2 separate regions of the Mus musculus genome follow, and region 2 is linked to region 1. The links are chromatin contacts, called in public HiChIP or PLAC-seq maps. All regions are on one chromosome and are shown on one strand. Each heading gives the region's core, a stretch centred on a gene start, on an enhancer-like site or on the middle of the called end of the contact. The rest is flanking DNA. Distances are from core to core; before and after follow the strand shown.

Region 1 (6,204 bases), core at 1,353-3,852:
ACTTTGGGTGGGACCTCATTTCTTTCCCCAGTTTTTGTGTACAGCCTGGCTGTGATATACACTTCACCTTGATTGCAATCCTGTCAGGTGCCCCTCAGGTATCATTCAACAATCTCATTTAGGTATCTTAGCAACCATTTTAAAATAGTAACCTCAAAACGATGCACATCTTATATGTAACTACTGTAATATGAAGCAAAGTACCTGAAAGGAATTGGACCTTCCATTGAACCTTCTGCAAGGTTTAATGGTATCTAGAGGTTGGAACAGTGCAAGTACAGAGCCAAATTATCTTGGGGCATCTTTACCCAGCTCGAAAGCCATTTATTGCCTTCCTATACACAAATGAACATCTTTGTGACCGCTAAATTAATCCTTTGGAAGGTAGGAACAGACCTCTGGTTTCCAATGTCCACTACTGTTAGATAGCAACCAAGGCTTAGCTTTGCTGGACCCACCGACCTGACGTTTCTACGCATGTATTTGAAAGTGTCTTGATTTGTAACTTCTTTGTTCTGTTACTATGACATCTCCATGAAACTATTACAAGGTTGGGACATAGAATCAGAGGTAATCTAAATCTGTGTTCCTGAGCCCTGATCACTCACATATGGTTCCAGGATTAAGATTATCTCTTACCCCTAGTGAAGTGAGGGGTGTCTTTTTTTTTTTTTAAGATTTATTTATTTATTACATGTAAGTACACTGTAGCTATCCTCAGATACTCCAGAAGAGGGAGTCAGATCTCATTACAGATGGTTGTGAGCCACCATGTGGTTGCTGGGATTTGAACTTCGGACCTTCGGAAGAGCAGTCGGGTGCTCTTACCCACTGAGCCATCTCACCAGCCCCGAGGGGTGTCTTTTTACATTATAGGAACTTAAAGTTGATGCTTCATTTTCAAACGTGCTTCCAGGCAACTTAGGTACAAATGCAGGTAAATGCTGGACCCTTTCTAGTGTCAGCTGGTCTAACTATCCCCCCGACACACACACACACACACACACACACACACACACACACACACACACACACACACACACACAGAGTAGACAATTACAAACAACCACGCTTGCCTGCAAGGTCATGCACTTAATAAGGCTTAAACCAAACAGGATGCCAAGTGCAGAGATGTGAAGTCTTGGATTTGTTGTTGCTGCTGCTGAAAAGAGACACAGGTAAGAAACAAAGGGAAAGATCACACCTAGATGACAGGGAAGCTCACACCTTGCTGTTTCCTCGGAAAAGTGTTGGGCAAATTTGCTTGCCTTGACTAAAAGCTGTTCCTTGCAGTCACTCAGAGCTGACACCCAAGTTTGTGAAATGAGTTGCCAGGTTTTTACCACTCTGAGGCTTCTTATTATGAAGTGAGGATCTTAGCATTCATGGACAGTAAAATCAACCAGCTGGGACTCTGTGGGGTTTTTTTTGTTTTGTTTTGTTTTTTGGTTTGGTTTGGTTTTGAGGTTTTTGTTTTGTTTTGTTTGTTTGTTTTTTGACAGGGTCTCACTATGTTTCCCTGGCTGGCCTGAAGCTCACCATGTAGAGCAGGCTGACCTTGAACTCACAAGAGATTCATCTGCCTCCTGTTTTGAGTGCTGGGATTGAATGTGTGGGCCACCATGCCCTGTTCTGTCCTTTTTTTTTCCTTTTCTTTTTTAAATGTGTATTAATGTTTTCACTTTACTTAATTCTGTGTAGTATGTGCATGCTTGGTGACTATGAAGTCCAGAAAAGGTGTCAGATCCCTTGGAACTGGAGTAAGAGGTAGTTATGAGTCCCCTGACTCATGTGGGTGCTGGCAACCAAACTCAGGTCCTCTGCAAGAGCAGTACTCACTTTTAACCTCGAAGCCATCACTTTAGCTCCAATGATTAGATTTCAGAAAGATCCCCTGGAGAAGAAAATAAATATTGTAGTATACAGAGATGTTTCCAGCAGTGCATGGTGAGCTGAGCTGTATGAAGCATAAATATTGATCTCAATGCACAGCAAAAGTCAGAAAGCAGCATAGAGGAAGACACAAAACAAACATCTGGGTGGGGATCCACACACAAGAATCATTTACAGATTTGTTCCAATAAATCTTTAAAACTCCTCTCTCATCAGGGAGTGGAGAATTTAGCAATACATCAGCGGCAATACTGCAGGTTTAAGTTAACAAACTTATACTGTTGATGATGCTCAGGTTTCTCCCTTTGACCATTGATGGGAAGCCCTTGCCCCAGTCATCTACAGAAGCTCACTGAATGCAGAGACGTTTGTGTCAATTAGTTGAATGGGCCATGAGTAAATAGGATATCTAAAAACAAAACAAACAAAAGCCAGGAGAGAAAAGCAAATTAATTTCCCTATGTCTCCAAGAACTGCATTCTGCAAACTTCCCTGTCTTCATACATTGTGATGAGCAGTTATGGCCTCACACCTTTAGATGACTTCTCTGCCAGCCTTCTTCAGCCTCAGGGAATTGATTCCCTGTTTCAGAATAAAAAGCAAGCCAGGCATACAGGTATCTCAGTAGCCACTGCAATCAGAAGCCAGTCCTAGTCCCCATGCAAAGGCACCATGGAGTGCCTGTCTTCTCCCGCAGGCCTCGAACTTCCTCATATCAAGCAATATTTTTAGAGCAAACAAGTGCCAAGTGCAGACATCTGAGGACACGGGGGAGGCCACAATAGCGGGAAATAAGTGACATGGATTTCAGCAGCCTCTGCCATCATCATTGTCATCCCGGTCAGTGTGTCACAGTGCAGCAGGAATTGAAATGCTCTAGCATCCATTCATCTGTCTGTCTGTCTGTCTGCCTGTGCCTGCCTGCCTGTCTGTCTGTCTGTCATCTATCTATAATCTATCTACCATCCATCTATCATGTATCATCTATCTATTATCTATGATCTATCATCTATCTATCTATTTATCTATCTATCTATCTATCTATCTATCTATCTATCTATCTACCTATCTATCATCTATTTCTATCTCTGTTTTTTGCTTTTCAAGGTAGGGTTTTTCTCTTTGGCCCTTGCTGTTCTGGAACTCACTCTATAAACCAGGCTGGTCTTGAACTCAGAGATCTGTCTGCAAGCCTCTGCCTCTCGAGTGCTGGGATTAGAGGTGTGTGCCATCCATGCATGGTTGAGAAGCTCTCTTTAAGGGAAGTCTAGCTCTACCACAGTTTGCATATCAAGTTCTTTACTCCACTTATGGGCACTTTAAACTTTCTAGGGCAGTAGATCTCAACCTCCCTGATGCTGTGACCCTTTAATACAGATCTTCATGTTGTGGTGACCCCAACCACAAAATTATTTTCATTGTTACTTCTTAACTAGCAACTGTAACTTTGCTACTGTTATGAATCATGGTATCTGTGTTTTCTGATGGTCTTAAGTGACCCACGAATGGGTCGTTCAAGGTCACAGCCTACAAGTTGAGAACCTCTGGGTAGCGTCACTCACTACTCAGGACACAGAGAATCACAGACTCTCCATTCCTCCTGAGGAACAGCACCACACAACCTCCCAAGAGAAGTCTTCTTAAGTCATCTATTTTATGACCTTGTTTTCCCTCAGGCTTGATGTGCTCAAGAACAGCATGACAGTGCCCCATGTCACAGTCCCTCCTACCTGTGCGCTTTCCTAACTTCCTTCTCCCTTACCTTTGTTGGGCTTATGCTTTCCCCCCAAATTGTCAACAATTTACCTCCTATTCCAGGCTGAGTTTTAGAAAACACAGACTATTGTACTATTATATTCCCTCTGGCATTTTCTTTTTTAAACCTAAATTTGAATTTCTGCCACTCACAAGAATCATAACTTATCAAAACCAAATATAGATGTCTTGACCTCTGTCCATCACATTTTATAATTTTTCTTTGTGGCATATATCAATTATAATTCTTAATAGCTGTGGTGGTTTGAATAGCTATAAACCCCTAGAGTCTTGCAAAATATTTGATCACACTGTGACCCCCAAGATTGTGTTGTTTCCTGGGAAAACCTGTTTCTAGTCCTGGTGTGGCTCCACCTTAGCATATACTTCTAATCCCTCTGGCTGGAATACAGACACGCCCTTGGTATACACCTTTAACCTCAAACAACAAAGGTAAAATTAGTTTGTAGAAGGAAGCAGCCATGTTTGAAAATGATTTCTAATTGAGCGGCAGACAAAGTGATGAATCAGAGAAAGATTTGTTTTATGGATATGCCCTACTCTCATGAGAGCAGAGAGGAAAGAGGGTGACTTGAGAGAGCAGTGCAGAGAGAGGGACAGTTTTAATGGGACAGTTATACAGAGACAGTTGCAGAGCGAGAACCAGATAGAAATGGGCAAACACAGAACAAGCCAGAGCCTGAGAAGGAGCCAGAAGATTAGAACAGATTGCCAAAGTTAGTATGAGGCCAGGCAGAGCAATTCAGGAGAAGCCAGGGGAAGCCAGACTGAATTAGTTAGCCCAGAGAAGAGTTTGAGCAAGAACAGCTGAGTTGAATCAGCCAGCCAGAGTTCCGAAAGAACTAGAAAGAGGTGAGATTATTCAACAGTAAGTCTTAGAGGCTGAGAATATTCTAGGCCTAGCTTAGCAGTCATACAGTCTCCTCCTTCCTGCCTACAGGTCAAGATGGTAGAACTCTCAGCTCCGTCTCTAGCACCATGTCTGCCTTGCATGCTGCCATGCTTCCCACCATGATGATAATGGACTGAACCTTTGAAACTATAAACCAGGTCCAATTAAATGTTTCCTTTGTAAGAGTTGCCTTTTGCTTTGGTCGTGATGGACCTTCACAGCAATAAAAACCCTAAGACAATATCTGTCTTCTTTTTGTTTATTTGTTTCTGTTCTTTGAGACAGGGTTCCCCTGTCTTGGCTGCTCTGGAACACACTCTGTAGATCAGACTGGCCTTAAACTTGGAGATCCACCTCCCTCTGTCTCCCAATTTAACCCACCCAGTAGCTATTTTCTTACCTTACACTATATTACATGTAACTCTAGGAATAAGGATTACTTGTGTTTTGTATGTCATTCAAGAATCAACCTCTATCATTGGATTCAGCAAAACATAGGTAAGCAATAAATAAATGTTTGAGTGACTAAATGAATGAATGAATGACTTTTATTTTTCAATTGTCATAGTAATAATAAAAGAGTATTGTCTATAGTTACCAAGTGTTTTGAACCTTAAGAAACATATATAGTGAATAAAATTGTAATATTTTTAAAAATCTTGACTCTGAGTTTATAAATGAGATTTTTGTGCATCTAAATAACTAGTTAGTTCAGTAGTGTGTGTTCAGCCCTGATGCTATGAAAACTGAGTTGCTAAGTCTAAAATATAGATTAATATTCTTAATAATTACTTGTTCTGAGGTTTGGGATATGCTAATGCAGGTCTATTGTCTGATTTTTCACTTACCCACTTATGATGAGAGTGTTTCCCTGTGTCTTATTATTTATTTAGGTGCCAGAACTCAGAGCCAACGCTAAGCACCTTCCATTAACTCCTTCTATTTGGCTTTTGGGTGGTTTTGATGAATCATTCACTCTGCAAATGATCTGATGATCATTATCCCTGTGAGGAGCAGGTGAGATGCTGTAGTGTTGTTAGAGGACTCTGAGGGACAGCCACAGACAAAGCAGCTCCAGCTGAGAGTAATTATCTAGCACTGAGAAAGGAGCCTTGTTATAGTTGAAAACATTTCCCAGGCTCTTTACACTCTATATTAGAAGAAATTTCATTCTTCATCCTTCCATTACCACCTAGGTATCGTGACAGTGAGGATGGAAGAAGAGCATTTCTTAACCTGACCAGAGAGTATGCTCTTTCCTTTAAAAAGAAATTGGTTTTCTTCCTGAGATAACTTTGCTATCTCTGGGTTAATTTTCACAAGTTGACATTGGTATTAAATAGAAAAATTTGAGACATTTTTGTAATAGATCTTATGACAATGCCACTTTGTACTTCACTATTTATATATGGGTCACCTAGACTAGACTGCAGGTATAATATAGGTCACCTAGACAGCTTCCCTACCTGCCTGCCTATCCACCCCATTCACCACCGCCTGGCAAAGCACCTCATGAGGCCCAACTAGAATTCTAAGTAAGTTGCCCACACCCATCCCCCCACCTGCCTGCCTATCAGACACCTCTTCTGGTTCCGGCACCAGGTGAAGACCAATTAAAATGCCACGTGGGTCACTCAGACCTG
Region 2 (6,204 bases), core at 1,824-4,323, 200 kb before region 1:
AATGAGAGGACTATAGGATATCTTTAGAATATCTTAATTCCTGTCAGATAGTTACAGTAGAGGCCTGGTATTCCCCTGGGGAACAATATATGCTTACAACTGGGATGTTGTCCTACCTGATTGCCTACCCACAAATATTTACCACCTGTCCCTGCCCTATGTCAGAGATGGCCAGTTAGAACCCTTTAAGGCCCTGTGGGGATAGCAAGCGCTAATTACAGAAAAGGACACATTGTACAGTGTGAAGATATATATCAATAATGGCTTGTGGAAGCTGCTTTTGTTGAAAAGCTCTGGCTTTGCTCTTGGGCTCACAAGGTAACTAAAAGGTGGAATGAAAAGTCTGGCTTGCATTTCCACACCTGTTTCCTTTACTTTGCGCTACCTGCTCACCTCTGCATGTAGGCATGTTGATCACTCAAGGGGGAATCTGTCCACAAGCTGGGGGGACTTAACAGCTCTCATTCAAGGTTCAGGCACCTTACTGCCTGCTCTTCACAACATTCGGTTGTAGATATCCAAGGGGCATCTAAACATCTCAGGTTATTGTCCTCAGCAGTCCTGGATTCTAGGAACAGTAGAGCCAGCCTCGAAGGGCAGACAAGCCCTTGGGTGAGGCCAGGTCTCTGTGACGGTGAGGCCGTTCTGGTTCGCAAGCAACAGAGCCTCCTAGAAACACCTGGCAGAACAAGACCAGAAACAGTGACAAGCCAGACTGCACCTTGGCCAGGGCTGCTGAGTTGTACATGGTTTGTCTCTTCCCAGTTCTTTCCATGCTCTTCTTTCAGAGCATGTCAATACTCTGAAAACAGACTTGGGGTCACCTGACTCCTTTCTCCATTCCTTTCTCCAAGGTGAACACAGATTAAATCTTGCTTTTTTGATCTTTATCACCTCTTAGCTCTTTAATTAGTATATGGGGTTGGGTGGCTGTGAATCCAGGAACTGGGTCTTTTTCCCGGAAACTCTATTTACATATCTAGCATGCAGGGCAGACAGATAGCTAATTTCCATAATACCTCAAGAGCTTTTACAAGAAACAACAGTGAACCGAAGAGTGCAGATGGACAGTGACGTATCAGAAGGAGGAGGAGAAGGAGAAGAAACCATTTAACAAGTAATGGTATTTGAAAATTTGCTAATTGATATACATTGTTTTACCCCCATATTCATACATGATCTCCAGTGTGGAGGGTGTTGGATGTGGGTCCTTTGGGATGTGAGGTCACAGTTGGATGAGGCCCCATGAATGGGATTAGTGGCTAGGGTTCTTTGTATTGCTGTCAACTAGATAGGGTCTAAAATCACATAAAAGACAAACCTCTGGGTGTGTCTGGGAGGGATTTTATAAATTCAGTCCATTGAGGTGGAATGAACGACCCTAAATGTGAACAGCACCATTTCATGGGCTGGGGTCCTGAACTGAATACACCAGAGTTCACTGCTCTCAGCCCCGGACTGTAGACACAGGTGAATCATCAGTTCCTGCCACCATGCCTTTCCCCAGAGGGACTGGGGCTGGAACTGTGAAGGAATGCAGCCTTGCAACATTTAAGTTGTTTTTGTAAAGTACTTATCACCAGCAAAAAGTAGTAAATGCGGGACTTTTCACAGAAAGCCAGGAAAAGCTTCATCTTCAGCTGTGTAAGGTCACAGTGAGGGAGGGGGCTTTCTGGGAAACGGAATCTGTACACAGATCAGCCTTCTGATGCTTTGATGGCCTCCTCCTGGAGGTGTGAGAAAGAGGTCTTCCGTTCCCAGGGTTACCCCTCATCTTTTATGAATCAGGGATGACTGGGGGAGGTAGGTTGATCTAGGAAAGGAGCTGATACAAAATTACCCTTCAAAATGAGCTCAGTTAGGAGAGGAAGCCTGAGTTGGCGGGGGTCTGTGATCAGGTCTGGAAGTGGGAGAGCAATTAGGAGAGTTACCAGAGGCTGTCTGTGTAAAGGGAGTGGCTGTCTAGAGATGAGCTTCGGAGGGAGGGGGAGCGTGAAGTGAGAGAATGAGAAGCGGCCAACTACAGCACCGTGGTCTTGATAGGACGGCCTCCACCCCTAATCCTGTGCTTTTCTGCAGCTCCATGTCCCGTGTCTCCCCTGCCTTTATTGCCAGTATCAGATAGATGCTAAGTTTGGCTGCCAGCTTGGGAGGGAGCCTCCCACCTTTAAACCACATGCTAAGCAGTCATCCTATGTTGAAGCAATGTTGCTTTCCAGGACAAAGCAGCCCTTAGGCTTTGTCCTTGACAAATCTGAAGTTTAGCTGGGTGGGGCCTCTCTGTGTGGGCACACTTCCTTCTGCTTCAGTACAGGGCAGGATGCCTCTCCTGCACGGCACAGCGCGGAGCCCTTTAACAGTACAGCTTCATTTCTAGATCATACCTTGGGAGCCACATTAAGCTTGCTAGAGTTTTTCTCCTCATAACTACACATTTTGTACATGATGATCCTGCTTGCTCTTTTTCACTGTAGACCTGCCTAAGAGTTATTAATAATGCCCATTTCACGGATTCGACCTTATGTTGCTTGAGACTTTCTCTGCCAAAACTTGGTTCATGACTTGAAATTCAGCCTTCTGTGCATTCTCAGGGGTGCGGGCAGAAAACAGTCAGACTTTTTGCCAGCATATAGAAACTGTCTCTGGCACGATTGCTAATGTTGCTCGCCTCTTGTGAGCATGCCTCTACCATCTGCACGATCAGCACTGTTGTCTTCCAAGCTCCAGCTAGAGCGGCCGTTACGTTCTTTTTAGAGCATCTTACCACTTTTCTAGTCCAGTCCTCCCAAGCCTTCCACACTGCTCTAAAGGACATGGTCAAGTTCTTCACTTGTTTTTTTTTTATTTTGTCCGTACCCACTCTTTTGTACCAACGTCTGGATCAGACATTTTTCTGTTGCTGTGAGGAAAATGGCATGGCCAGTCAGCAGCCACTTAGGAACAACATGCCGATTCTGGCTTCTGGTTCCAAAGGCAGAGTCCACGGCAGGCTGAGGGGCCAGAACAGGAAGCGGGGATGATTGAATCCTCAACCTCAAACAGAAAGCTGAGGGTAAACTAGAAGCAGGCTACACTCTTAACGAAGCCTATCTCTAGGGGCGCGCTTTCTCCAGCAAGGTTCCATACCTTAGCGGTTCTATAACCTCTCCAAATGTGCTAGCATCTGGGGTCCAAGAGTTCAAATCCACATGCCTGTGGGAGACCTTCTCATTCAAACCGGGTCACTTCCGCTCTGAGGCGCACGCAGCTGCTGGGTGTGCTTCCTCTCTCAGTGCCGGAGGAATGGTTGTCTCACAAAAGCTGCCACTGGTTTTCAGGCTTGTGAGGGCTGAGGACTTGCTCTGAGGGCAGGACGGCCAGTTTTCTCTCACCAGGGCAGCTTCCTTTAGCTTATGAGAAGTCTGTTCACCCTGTCCACACCACAGCCATGCTGCTGGTCTGTGTTTACGTTGGCTGTTTCTCATGCGTTACCTGTCTTTCCTCCCCACTTTCCAGGTATTTTAACACTATTTTGGTGCATTTTAAAACGTTTCTTCTTTCTTTCTCTTCAGAAGTGTCTATTTTTCTTATTGTGGCTCTTCTCATTTAAAGGGTGGCGTAGAAACGTCTTCTAGTCTGCCATTCTCCTCGGGGGTTCTTGACTTGAGTTTGTCAGGAGCGTGCCACCAAATCTGTTACTAAATAATGTGAAATTTTGGAGGTTTGGATCTGAAGCACCGGGGACGAGATTGGAACCTGAGATTGTTCTTCTAAGAGATGGAGGGTATTGGGAGCATATTCCATGGCTCCACTGAAAACTGAGATGATTGGCCAGATCTACAGGGTACTGTGGGAGTCAGGCACATTCTATTCTTGGGAATCTGGAATAGGAAAGAGGGGCAAGAACAATATGAAGGGCAGCCGATAATCACGAGTGTTTGAACAAACTGTAGGAACTGTTATCTTCTCCTTTCAACTGTAAAATGTATATTTAGATAATTTTGTCTTTGGGGGCCAAAGAGCTGATAATTGTCCAAACAAAACAACAACTCCCCAAATCAGTTTTATGGTGGTTGGTAGAGGCCAGTCTCTTCCTGTGATACCGACTGGCTTCTTATAATCATAGCTCTGAATCTCATCACAACTCTAGACTGCACTCCCCACACCCCTAGTAAGGTTCCTTTTGGACCTCCAAGGAATGTTTGCCTTTTGGGCAATTCTGTGAGAAGCCACAAGGTGGCAATATTGCATGCCTGTGGCTCAGCACATCTGTTCCTGGAAGTGGAAGCAGCTTTTACAACCCGTTTACTTCATCTGCCCAGCAGATCTTCAGGGAAGCCTTCATTTGCCAGAATCATTGGTGGTCACAGATCTGTTTAGGATTATACAGTTTAGTAGTAGGAGTGGGAAATGGATTACTTTGTCTGGATCCCGAGTGGCTTTAGATTACACTCAGGGGACATAGATATTTGAGAACATGGGTAACGTGTGGGACAGCGAAGGAGAAAACATTGTGTTAGAAAGGTCTTTCACTATAATATTGTAACCCTAACCTCAGCCCCACCCTGCGGGACTACATGAGTAGTTCCTAATTCTTTCTTAAGGCCATTGAAAGGAAGTTAAAGAGTTTCTGGTAGGAATCATACTGTTAAAATTATTCTTGTGACTTCCACAATGGTGCTGTTGTGCCGGAGAGCAACGAACTCTCTTCGCATGTTTTCCCTTCTGCTTTAGGAGCAGATGGCCACTTCCTCCTATAAGATAGGGACAGGCTCTAAATCCATAGCTCCATATCTATGGATCAGAGCATCTCTTGAACCTCACCAGAGAAGTTTCACGGTGCAGTGACCAGTGCTTAGTGCAGAACCTCACAACTGAAGCGCAGGGATAAGTTGGGTGTTCAGCAACTGAGACGTCGTCCACTCCCACCCCCAAGGCTCCAGAGTCATTGTAGAAGAGAGAGCAGAAAGATCGTAAGAGCCATCAGTCAAGGAGGAGCAGAGGAAAGCAATGTCTTCTGAACACAGCGGGAGGGACTACTGCATACATGAACACATAGCAGCTATTGTGGCTACACGAGACCTGCACGAGACCAAGCCAGTGAACTATCCAGCACAGAGTAGGGAGGGGATCTTGAGCCTGCACTCCTAGCTGAGAGGTGAGAGCTGCTGGGGAGGGAGGGTCCGCTTTCTTTAAGGCATCCTGTGTGGACTCTGGTAGCATGACCAGGCCTCAGTGGACGGTCTCACATCCGTGAGTGTATAGGCAGTACAAACTGGACTCAGTGAGTGTAATAAAAGAGGAAATGGAGTTGGGGTGGTGGGGGAGGGGGTGTGGATCAGGAAAGAGGGGAATATAATGAAGATGCATTAAATCCATGTGCGAAATTCTAAAAAAAAATACATATTTTAAAAAATAGGGGCAGTTAGTTAGGGTCCATGGTATATAAAGAGTGTACCTTATAAGCCAGGTACCTTTAATCCCAGAACTTGGGTTTGAAGCCAGCCTTGTTTACATAGGGAGGTCCAGACCAGCCAGGGCTACACAGTGAGACAGTCTCAAAAATTAAAAGAAAATAACTACTCTCCACATTTAAACATTAGCATTTGCTGGCTGCCACGTGCCGGGGCCAGCTGGAACAGGCTAAGAGCTAGATCTATGTGGTCGCTTCCAAACTCTGTGTTCAGTTATAATGCTGATAGTTTGCAATCAGCTACGGTGGTGATATTTATAGCAGAGAAGCTGGAAAACACAAGAAACTGGGCCTTTTATCTTCTGAAGAGTCAACTGTTAAGCAGTTACTTCTGCCATGGGGCACCAAGAGGCTCGAACCTGAGAGAACTCAGCAAGAGGCTCGAACCTGAGAGAACTCAGCAAGAGGCTTGCACCTGAGAGAACTCAGCAAGAGGCTCGCACCTGAGAGAACTCAGCAAGAGGCTGGAACCTGAGAGAACTCAGCAAGAGGCTCGCACCTGAGAGAACTCAGCAAGAGGCTCGCACCTGAGAGAACTCAGCAAGAGGCTCGCACCTGAGAGAACTCAGCAAGAGGCTCGAACCTGAGAGAACTCAGCAAGAGGCTCGAACCTGAGAGAACTCAGCAAGAGGCTCGAACCTGAGAGAACTCAGCAAGAGGCTGGAACCTGAGAGAACTCAGCAAGAGGCTCGCACCTGAGAGAACTCAGCAAGAGGCTCGAACCTGAGAGAACTCAGCAAGAGGCTCACACC

What was found. HiChIP or PLAC-seq counts read pairs in DNA pulled down with a chosen protein or histone mark.
Region 2: a contact with region 1 is called in an H3K27ac HiChIP or PLAC-seq map of microglia, with 6 times the contacts expected there. The contact joins two enhancer-like sites. A contact is called at or near these places in 1 of 15 datasets of contacts at CTCF or cohesin (large pre-B cells), 2 of 484 Hi-C or Micro-C datasets (both in bone marrow-derived macrophages) and 4 of 115 datasets of contacts at active chromatin or transcription factors (bone marrow-derived macrophages, embryonic stem cells, microglia and 1 more).

The regions. Positions count from the first base shown.
Region 1 is chr3:87,296,494-87,302,697 of GRCm38.p6, reverse strand. Gm31879 (a long non-coding RNA gene) reads right to left here. Exons shown (of 3, transcript XR_375779.2): 3 at 1,791-1,894. Among named protein-coding and RNA genes, the nearest start is that of Gm31879, 9.3 kb to the right of the region's middle. Within about 2 kb of position 2,602, at least 4 of the 459 cell types and tissues checked have an H3K27ac peak or open chromatin away from gene starts, as enhancers often do. A contact at or near this core is called in bone marrow-derived macrophages and microglia, where this site is marked.
Region 2 is chr3:87,497,325-87,503,528 of GRCm38.p6, reverse strand. The region is part of intron 1 of Gm40085 (predicted gene, 40085); the gene reads left to right. It also overlaps a transcript of Fcrl5 not described here. Among named protein-coding and RNA genes, the nearest start is that of Gm40085, 12 kb to the left of the region's middle. Within about 2 kb of position 3,073, at least 61 of the 459 cell types and tissues checked have an H3K27ac peak or open chromatin away from gene starts, as enhancers often do. A contact at or near this core is called in bone marrow-derived macrophages and microglia, where this site is marked.